Linked DNA regions of Gossypium hirsutum: region 1 is linked to region 2. The links are chromatin contacts, called in public Hi-C maps. All regions are on one chromosome and are shown on one strand. The core of a region is the stretch at or near the end of the contact, and the rest is flanking DNA. Distances in the headings are between cores, read along the strand shown.

Region 1 (5,495 bases), core at 137-2,636, 200 kb before region 2:
TGATCATCAAAAACATATATGACAAAACAAAACTGGAGTGTACTCAATATAAAACATATATTCATATGGTATTGTAATTAGCTTAATATAAAATAACTAAAGCTACATCTTAGAATCTAGAAATCTAAAATTCACATTTATATAATTAACTAGATTAATTGTGAAACGCTAGGTTTATTATTGTTATTATTTTTATAAATTCAAGTTATAAAATGGGGAGAAAAAATTAAATCAATAAGATTTGAACTGATGTGTTAAAAGGAATTTAACCCTATTTACTTATCGAAATCAATTATTAGTAACATAGGTTTGAAACTCTATAAAAATCAATTACATGTAAATTATATCACCAACATGGATATAGATTATGATAAAGAATATGCATTTGTGTTAAATGGATATTCATATTCCACATTCACTCAAATCTACTAATACAGAAAACAACAAAACCTGTTATTTAAGAATCTAGGAAATTTTCCCAGAAATGGAATGAGGTGCTAGATTAATGGTGAAAATTATATATGAAAGAGGTGAACAAGAGAAAAAGTAATGTACTTTAGATCTAAGCTCATCTGCAAGAACTTTTTGAGATCTCTCAGTTGGAGATTGCTTCCCCGACCTCAACCAAGCGCCAAGAATTACCGAGCGGAACAAACATCTCCCATCACCTGGAATTCCTGCGTTTAACCATCTTATAAACTTAAATTTGATGCCAAATAAGCATATATTCCAGCCCATCATCAAATGTTTTGGAGCTCTAACAATATCAACAAGTTCATCAAGTTGAAAGGGGAAAAAACCCAGGAAAAAGACGGAAAAGGCGATATTATTACAATCGCGATAAAAAATGTAAACCCATCACCGACAATTCACACCATTTTAGGAAAATGATATGATCCAACTTAAAAACAAATTTACCAAGCAAATTATCCAAACAGACTAATAAAATCGCAGTTTTTTGAAAGCAAAAAGTTGAATAAAAAATAAATACTAAATCGAAAACTGAGGTTGAATGCTACCAATCCAAATCTCCTGTTTAGGCATTCTTTTCTCTCTGTCTTTTTTTTTTCTTTTTCTTTTTCTTCTAATCAAAATTAACAACAAATGTCTAAAACATAAGCCATTGATGAACACTTAGGTATTTTTCATCCAAAAAAAGGAAAAAAAAGTTTACCAATGAATAAAATTTGAGACGGAGCTTGAAAAGTTGAAAGCCAAAACATCAAATTTAACCGAATATTTTCAAGTTCGTGGTTCAATTTCCAATGTTAGTGAAACCAATTCCAATTCCAAACTTTTTTTTTAAAATAATTATATTATTCAAATTCGAACCGATCATTTAATTTTTATATACCTGAAAAAAACCATATTTATATTAATTTTCTCGAAGGAGTAAAATAAGCTGATGATTAATTATACGAGCAAAGGAAATTTGAAATGTGGCCTTTTAGCATTTTGCCACGTTGTAACAACTATCAATGGTGGGGACTACTTAGTGATTATAACCGTTGACTATTGCTCCCGCTAAATTTTATAACCGCCGTTCGTTACCGCGACTAGCGTAATACTAAAAAAAATAAAACCCAAACACAGACATCAATTTTTTTTTCATGTTTTAGATTTTCTATCAAGAGATATCACCAGATTTTAAATTTTTTAATATATAAATTAGAGATTGGTTAATTAGGGTTTAGGGGAGGAATTCTTTTTTATCTTAAAACTTTTTTAATACATATATATATAAAAAAACCCAGAGATTTGTTTTTATATATATAAATAATTTTTTAATTAATTACTAAATTTTCCAGGGGAGGAAACTCTTCAAAGGTATTATTCTTCACTCAAATCCAATTTATTTAATTTCAGCATGTTTGTTAAATTCATAATTGATTTTTAAAAACAAATATGTATTCATTATAGATTATATTTAAAACATATGTACTTTGAGTACTATATATATATCTATTCAATTATATATGAAGTAGTCTAACCAAGTCTGCAGGCTCCAAATTTTGACCAGGGTTCAACAACAAGCAGTAGAATGAATTGCAGACGACGTCCATTTTACACCTGGGGAGTGTCCGCCATTAATATCTCTCACAAAGCTTACGTAAAAGCTCAAGCCTTGAGCGAACCCTTGGGATTAATGGCGAAATGGCTTCTAACAATAAGCTTAAATATGGTTTCCTGTACTCTCCTTTGTTTGAAACAATTCTGGTTAGCCGTATTCTTCTTTGTGGATGATTGTATCTTAGCACTCGAAAATGTGGTTGAAAGGGTTTTCCCACCATCCAAACATGTTTTCGACAAGGTCGATGAGATTGTCCAAACCATCGAAACCCTCCCTGGAAAATTTGATGACATTTTAGACGAATTCCCAGTGATCATCAAGCAAGTTCCATTTCTGGAATGGGGATTAAGCCTTGTAATCTCATGGTTGAAGCTATTAACTTCCATATTAACTCGTTGGGGTTCACGAAACACCAAGGAAAAAGAGATTGCAGTCGACACAGCTTACGAGGAGGTCATCAATGGCAATGTGCCAGTAGCTGAAACTGAGCATAACGAAGCAAAGCTCCCCACAGAATCCCCTAACATTAGGCATGACGATAACAAAAAGCTTGTCGTTGACACAACTTACAATCAGGTCAACGGTGATGTATCAGTAGCGCGAACTGACCGGAACAAAGCAAAACCCTCCACAGAATCGATTAATGTTAGGCACGATGATAACAAAAAGCTTGTCATCGGAAAAGTTTATAACAAGGTCAATGGCGGCGTATCAATAGCGGAAACTAAGCCGAACGAAGTAAAGCCCTCCATAAAATCCCTTGATGTTGGACATTACGATAAAAATAAGCTTGTCGTTGACACAACATACAATGAGGTCATCAATGGCGACGTATTAGTAGCTGAACCTGAGGATATCGAAGCAAAGCTCCCCAAAGAATCCTTTAATGTTGGGCATGATGATGGAAAGTTTGTCATTTACTCGACTTATAATGAAGTCATTAATGACGGTGTATCAGTAGTGGAAACTAAGCAAAACGAAGCAAAGCTCTCCAGAGAATACTTTAATGTTGGGCATGATGATGATGGAAAGTTTGACATTGACATAGCTTATAATGAAGTCGTCAATGGCTGCATATCAGTAGCGGAAACTGAGCAAAATGAAGCAAAGCTCCCCAGAGAATCCTTCAATGTTGGGCAGGATGATGATGGAAAGTTTGACATTAACGCAGCTTATAATGAAGTCATGAATGACGGCGTATCAATAGTGGAAATGGAGCAAAACGTAGCGAAGCTCCCCAGAGAATCCTTCAATGTTGGGCAGGATGATGATGGAAAGTTTGACATTAACGCAGCTTATAATGAAGTCATGAATGACGGCGTATCAATAGTGGAAATGGAGCAAAACGTAGCGAAGCTCCCCAGAGAATCCTTTAATGTTGGGCATGACGATAACAAAAAGTTTGTCACTGACACGACTTACAATGAGATCATCAATGGCGACGTATTAGTAACTGAAGCTGAGCATAATGAAGTAAAGCTCCCCACAGAATCCCTTAATGTTCGGCATGATGATAATCAAAAACTTGTCTTTGACACAACTTACAATGATGTCACCAATGGCAGCCTATCAGTAGCGGAAATTGAGAAAAAAGAAGCAAAGCTCGCCAGTAAATCTCTTAATGTTGGGTATGATGATAAGGGGAACTTCGTCATTGACACGACTTGTAATGAAGTCATCAATGATGGCATATCAGTAGCGGAAACTGAGCAAAACAAAGTGAAGCTCCCCAGAGAATCCTTTAATATTGAGCATGATGGTAACAGAAAGCTTGTCGTTGACACACCTTACAATGAGGTCATCAATGGCGACATATTAATAGTTGAAACTGAGCATAACGAAGTAAAGCTCCCCGTAGAATTCTTTAATATTGGGCATGATGACAATGAAAAGCTTGTCAATGACACAGCTTATAATGAGGTCACTAATGGCCGCATATCAATAGCGGAAACTGAGCAAAACGAAGTAAAGCTTCCTACAAACTGCCTTAACATTGGGCATGGCGATAAGAAAAAGCTTGTCGTTAACAAAGCTAATTACAAGGAGGCCATCAATGACAGAAAATCACTAGTGGAAACTAAACAAAACAAAGCAAAGCTCCCCATAGAACCTCTTGGTGTTGGGCTCGACGACAATGAAAAGCTTCAAAAACCAGAAACTAAAGCAGAAAACAAGGTTGGTCAGACAAGTAACCGGAGTAGTAATGTCAAAGCAACGTATAAAGACGTATTAAATTCGAAAGTGACGTATAAACAGGCATTAGAGAGGGGAGCTAGAGAAAATATAGAAAATAAAAAGATGAAAACGATGAAAAAAGTGGGAATCAGACGATAAAGAAGTTGTGAAGCTGAATCGAGTGAAAGAAAATGGCAATGCAACTAAAGAATGAATATTTGATTTCTGAATAGGTTTTTTTTTTATGAACTGTCCAGTAAAAAATTCGCCATTGAACCTCACTCCAATTTCTGTTTCATATGCATGAGTGCCTGCAATCGGGGGAAATAACAAAGACTTCCAGTTTGTTGTCATCATGAATTATTATACTGCTAATGTTAGGTTATCCTTTATTGTACATTTTAGCATAATTGTCGGGGGATAGCCAGGTGCAGCTGCTTTTGTATATTATATAAAGCTTTGGTACCTTTTTTTTTTCACGAATTTCCAGTGTTTGAAAATTTATATATATCCCAGATATATTTGTACATCATAGTAAGGATACGATGTGTTTAAATTATAATTTTTTTTTTTGAAAATATACTTTTGTTGTTGGATGCATATCTATATTTGATATATGTTTGAGATAAATTTTTTTTGGTAATCCTGTCGTATAAAATGTAAGGAATTTGAAGTTAAATAAAATCTTCAACTTAAATCTTGTGAACCTAAAAATAATATTAAAAAGGTTTTGCTTTTAACACTTGGTGTGATGTGTAAGAAACCCTTTTTTTTTAAACAAGGATCGACTTCATATTTTGAAAAGAAAATGAAAATTGGGAGTCGCCACCAATCTTTTTTTTTGTTTAGGTGCGATCGGATCACCTAGAAATTTGGTCATTTTTTAATAAAACATTTCGATTTACTAGAACAATGATTTTGGTCTACGAAATTTGAGAAAACGGGTTCGGGAGTCGGTTGCGTACGAGGAAGAATTAGCACCCTCGTAACGCCCAAAATTGGTACCTAATTGATTAATTAATGTCTTCATGTCGAAATTTAAAAACTCGAAAAGGATTTAGAATACGATCCCTTTTTATGCTGATCTATACGAAGAATTTGCTTGAGTAAATCGAAATGGATTCTAAAGACCTTCTTGTCCCGAAGTAATAAAATGCCACATCCAGTACGTTAAGACACAACATTTCAGACCCTTGAGAATAAGTTGGTCTTTTGATTTTCAAAACTCACGTGTTTTAATTTTAAAAGG
Region 2 (4,936 bases), core at 7-2,506:
ATTCAGTGTGTGAGTTGGTTTGCTTGACTGTTACATGTGCTAGAACGTTGGTTCCAAGTTTGTTTTCTACTTTTGCATGCCCTTGTAGGTATGTTTTGCCAATAAACTACCATCTGGAGTTCTCTTCTGTAAATCTATTGTTAATCGTTTTGAACTCACACTGAGCTCATGTAGCTCAGCCCTCTTAGTGTTTCCCTTGTAGGTGCATTTCTGAATTCTGGCGTTAGACTCGGTATGCGGAGGTCTCAGACAATCACGGTGAAAAAATAAATTAACAGTTCTTCTTTTTTATTTTTTTAATTCAGTTTCGAATTGTAAGGTTTTGTAAAAACTGTGGTACAGGTTCTATTTTGATTTTTCTTGTAAATCTTATTTTGTTCATAAATTAACTTAACTTTAATTTTTCTGATTGAAATCTAAAGCGGTAAATGTCCTTAGTTCGTAAAGAGATAAATATGTTTGTAATGGAATTTGGGATAACTTGTTTTGTAAAATTTTCCTACGATCACTTCAGTGATCAATATAACTTCTAAGATTCAGTCTAAACTTTTAGACCAAATTTAGGAGCGTTACAGTTATTATCCCACATATTTTTTTCTAATAAATTTTAATCCAAATTAAATGAATGTACATACAAGTCTACCCTCAAGAATTTATGAGAAATAAATTATTTAAATTTATAATGTGCAATTACAACAACTTATGATATATTATGATGTTGCCAAGCATTTAAATATAGGTATGTATAAAGCTTGTTTATTTCTCCAAGTAAAAAGGAAAAAAGTGTTATCTTTTCTCCTTTAATTTTATAATATGTGGGTCTATAGTTAATTTTTTTTGGTAAATTTTTTAATTGATTACTCATATTTTCATTTCGGTCACTCAAATAAAAATTATTTTTTATCATAATTAAATATTTTAATTACCTAACCATTAATTCACTAATCACATCTGATGTAGCAGCACTTCACATTATGTCCACATAAGTAATTCTTGTTAGGAAAATAGTTTCCATGTAATTATATAATATTTTTAATCCACTTATTTTTAATCCATTTTATTTTACTTATTTTTACCCATAATTACATAGAAACTATTTTCCAACAAGGATTACTTATCTGGACATGATGTGGAATGCCAAAGATGGTTAAAATGTTTAATTATTCAGTAATGACATGTGGAGTATTGACGTGGCGCAACGTGATTCGTTAATGAAGTAGTTCTAGATTTGCTTTCCCTTTTTTCTTTTTGCTCGCTGCCCTAATTTATAATTCCAAAAAAACTCCCTAATCCTCACTAGCTGGAAAATTGGTACCTCATTGCCTTTCAATAAAAATTGCATTTTGATTTTTGATCCAAAGCCTTTTTTTTTTCTTTTTTTTTTAATTTTACCTTCTTTTTGCTACTGGGCATTTGAAGTGGATAATCGATCAATCAAAGAAAGATCCCGAAGCCATGGTAAGAAAAACCCTAACTTTCTATTTTTCCGATTTTGTTGAAATCGCTTTCTTCTTCTTTTAATTTTCCGAAATCAGTAAAAAGTTAAAATTAATTTTCTGATGTGCGCTTTCAGTCGGCACTCTTCAATTTCCATTCATTCTTAACGGTAGTGCTATTGGGAATCTGCACCTGCACTTACTTGAAGATGCAATTTCCAGCTATCCTTGAACAGAGAACTGGGTATATCCTTTCGCTCTCTTTCTAATTTTCTTCTATTTATTTTATTCGTTTATTGTTGAATAGTTCTCATTACTATATTTGTAGTTGATTTAAGCTTGTATTTTCATTTCAATCAGAACTGATTTTGGCAATTGAATGCTAGATTTTGTGCCTTGGCATAATTGTTAAATGTCTGCAAGTCATGCAGTTAGTTTTGTAGTGGTTTTGTAGTTGTTTTAGCTTTGTAATTTGGAAAAACTGCCTTTGAGCTGGAAACTTTTGAGATGGGGGATGTTGGGGCGATTGCCACTATAATCAAGTTGTATGTGATTAAGTCATACAGTTAGTTTGTGTTCGTATAGATGAGTTAGATTTGTAATTTGGAATAGCTACGTTGAACTGAAAATTATTGAGATGGGGGATGTTGGGGCAGTTGATGTTGTAACCAAATGTTTGTGGAGCTAGATTTCCTCTATTGTATATTCCATCCATTGCAAAAAAGAAATTAAAAGAGAAAGAGAAGGAAAACAGATGATTTCTAACTATGCTGGTTTTGATTTTTGCCTTATTTCATCTTTGAGCAATTCAAATTTATTGTCTTATGTCTTGATTTTGTTTGATGCAATTTTGCAAATTAAATGGACTGTTTTGGGTGGCATCTAGCCAGGCAACAAATATAGTCACAGTGATATAGTTGTAAGTTTAGCATTGGTGAAGTTTGAAGTAGAGTTCTCAATCTTAACAAGAAATTTTTTTGGCTTTTTTCTCTTTTTCTGATCATGTGCATCTTCTTAGATAACTTCAACTTCTTGATTTCTTTCTCTATGAAGAGCTTAGATTAATTAAAGTTGCATAACTCCAGTTAATCTTGGCCCTCTTTGTCTTTTCTCTTTGGTATCTCAATTGGTTATATTAACATTTTTGTTTCTAATATTTATAGCTTCTACTTTGGAATCAGAAATTATTGGTAGGAAGTGTTGAGAATTGGAGCTAATTTGGTGTAATATGCTTGTTTGGCAGGTTCCGTGGTTTCTTTTGGAAGGCAGCCAGAATAGGTGGGTCTCCTTTTCTGCTTGGTTTACTTCTTTCTGGTTGCATTGAGAATTTGGAATAGTCATGTAGTGTCCCCTGTTCTGAATCTTATTTGGACATATAATGTTTATCGTGTATGAAGCCTTTAAATTAGTTGATAATAAATATGATAGTGATTGGCTCAAAAATGCAGGATGATAATTATCTATGATTCCAAAACGATTCTGGAAATGAGACTAAAAGTGAAAGACTAAAATTTAGCTATATCATTTTTAAATAATCATATTGTATAGAGAACTTGTGCTTTGTTTTAGAATTAAAATCTCATAAAGTCGTGAATTAGAATAGGATGGTAATGATATTTTGACTGGGAGGGAAAGGGATGACAATAATGATAAAGTTGAACAGCAGTCATGGGGTTTAGGCAGTTATTTTCACATAAGAACAATTATTTGTATTGATGCTCTATTCTTTTTTGCAATAATTGGCATGAAGAAGCACCTGAATTGTTCCGTTTGTTGTTTATACCAACTTAAAAGCCTTTGACTTGTGAGTTTACTGCTTTAATTGGTTGTGAATGAACTATGATTGTTATACAATATCAGTTTTTGTTTGTCGGAAATCCATAATGAGATAAGTTGTCTCTTGAGCTATTTGTGTAATAGAGTTGCATTTGCAACCTGCCGTTTAAGTTCAAGACCATATATATGCAGATGGGCATGTTAATTTAAATATTTATGTGCGCCAAATATTTCATTTGTAGCTCATAATTTTTGCCATAAATAAATATATACTCTACATTTGCTAACTGGTATTATTGCTTCATTAAAAGGTTCTTTTAGTACCTTGTGTCCTGGACTCCTTTTCATTTGAAAGGTTATTTCTTGTAGAAAATTAGGCATGTATTTGGGATTGAATTAGAGTGGATCCCAATGATGTGGAACTTTAGTTGAGCCATTTTGGAATGTAGGTTGCAAAAAAAAAATCTGAAACTCATTCGATGTTTTACCCTTTCATTGGCAATGCATTACAATTTGTGGGACTAACTAGTATATTTCTTGAATCAGGTGAACGGTTAAGTCCCTGGGTGGCCGTAGGATGCTTCACAATGGGTGTCTCAATAATATTTTTCTGAACAAGGAGCACACCCTCTACTGTTCGGAGGAGGGATCCAATCTTTGCCGTGTGAGCTATTGTGTCTCTTGTTGAAATTTAACATGTTTAAAAGTGTTTGGATGATGAAAAGAGTTTTGTTAACACTGTTGGAAGAACTATGTAACAAACTTATTTCAAAAGCACCCTAGCATTCTTTGGCTGATTGTTCTTTATTGATGATTTTTCAGTTAGCATTTTGCATTATGATCTAACATTACCTGCGGTGTGCCTACAATTTATGGTGAATGGATTACTCCAATTGCGTAATTTGATTCTTTTCGTTTATATAGTTAAACCTTCTTGTCTTCCTTTTCATCATCTCCCAGTTGTTTTACTGAAACTCCTTGTGTTGCTGATTTTGCGATTTCAGTTTATTTAATTATTGCAAATGGAGAGATTTGAACTTTCAGAATGGGTATACGAACTGATTGAGTTAAACCCAGGGTTTAGAGTAATACCCATACCATACATGATACATATGCCTATGATGTGCATGATATCAAAAGCTGGAATTTAGAATAAATATAAGGAGAAATTTAGAAAGAATCAAACAGAAATTAGGGCAACAGAGGTGACTTAAAGCGGATTGGAAGACAGGCAACAACATAAACAGCAAGCTTATCCTTGAATCTCCTCAAAACCACAACCTTTTCCCCACTCCAATGATATACAGATAGCATGAACTTCTTTATAGGCTTTTTCCTAGTACTGCTTTCTTTGGTTGCCGTCACTCTTTCTTGTTCATCTTCGTCTTCACCCCATTGAAGAGGATAGCTCCGCAGAAACGCTCTTCGATTATTGTAATCTTCGTAGCGAAAGCTTCTACTTCTCGTCCCGTCTACTACATCGATCTTTTTGCAATTGCAACCCATAGCATAGAATTTGATTAGTTAATTTGGCATTTATACATGCACATGTATATATATATAATGGGAATTGGGGGCATGGGATAGGAAGATAAGGACATGAAGAGAAGTTGAAAATGATGGCATATGGTTTTATGAAGTTCCGTAGGATGGAATCATGTATTATTATTATTATTATTATTATTATTATCTGCTGCAATGCTACCTTGCTGGGGTTTCTTTTG

What was found. Hi-C and Micro-C count contacts between places; a contact is called where the count stands out from the background.
Region 1: a contact with region 2 is called in a Hi-C map of leaf, with 3 times the contacts expected there. The contact joins the promoter of LOC121219873 here to the promoter of LOC107886457 in region 2. A contact is called at or near these places in 2 of 34 Hi-C or Micro-C datasets (both in leaf).

The regions. Positions count from the first base shown.
Region 1 is chrA03:92,829,630-92,835,124 of Gossypium_hirsutum_v2.1, reverse strand. It overlaps LOC121219873 (OVARIAN TUMOR DOMAIN-containing deubiquitinating enzyme 4), which reads right to left and starts at 1,386. Exons shown (of 6, transcript XM_041098472.1): 1 at 1,175-1,386; 2 at 556-668. The coding sequence starts at 1,223.
Region 2 is chrA03:92,632,077-92,637,012 of Gossypium_hirsutum_v2.1, reverse strand. LOC107886457 (protein kish) reads left to right here and starts at 1,256. Exons shown (of 4, transcript XM_016810421.2): 1 at 1,256-1,458; 2 at 1,574-1,680; 3 at 2,680-2,714; 4 at 3,759-4,019. The coding sequence starts at 1,456. The coding sequence ends at 3,826.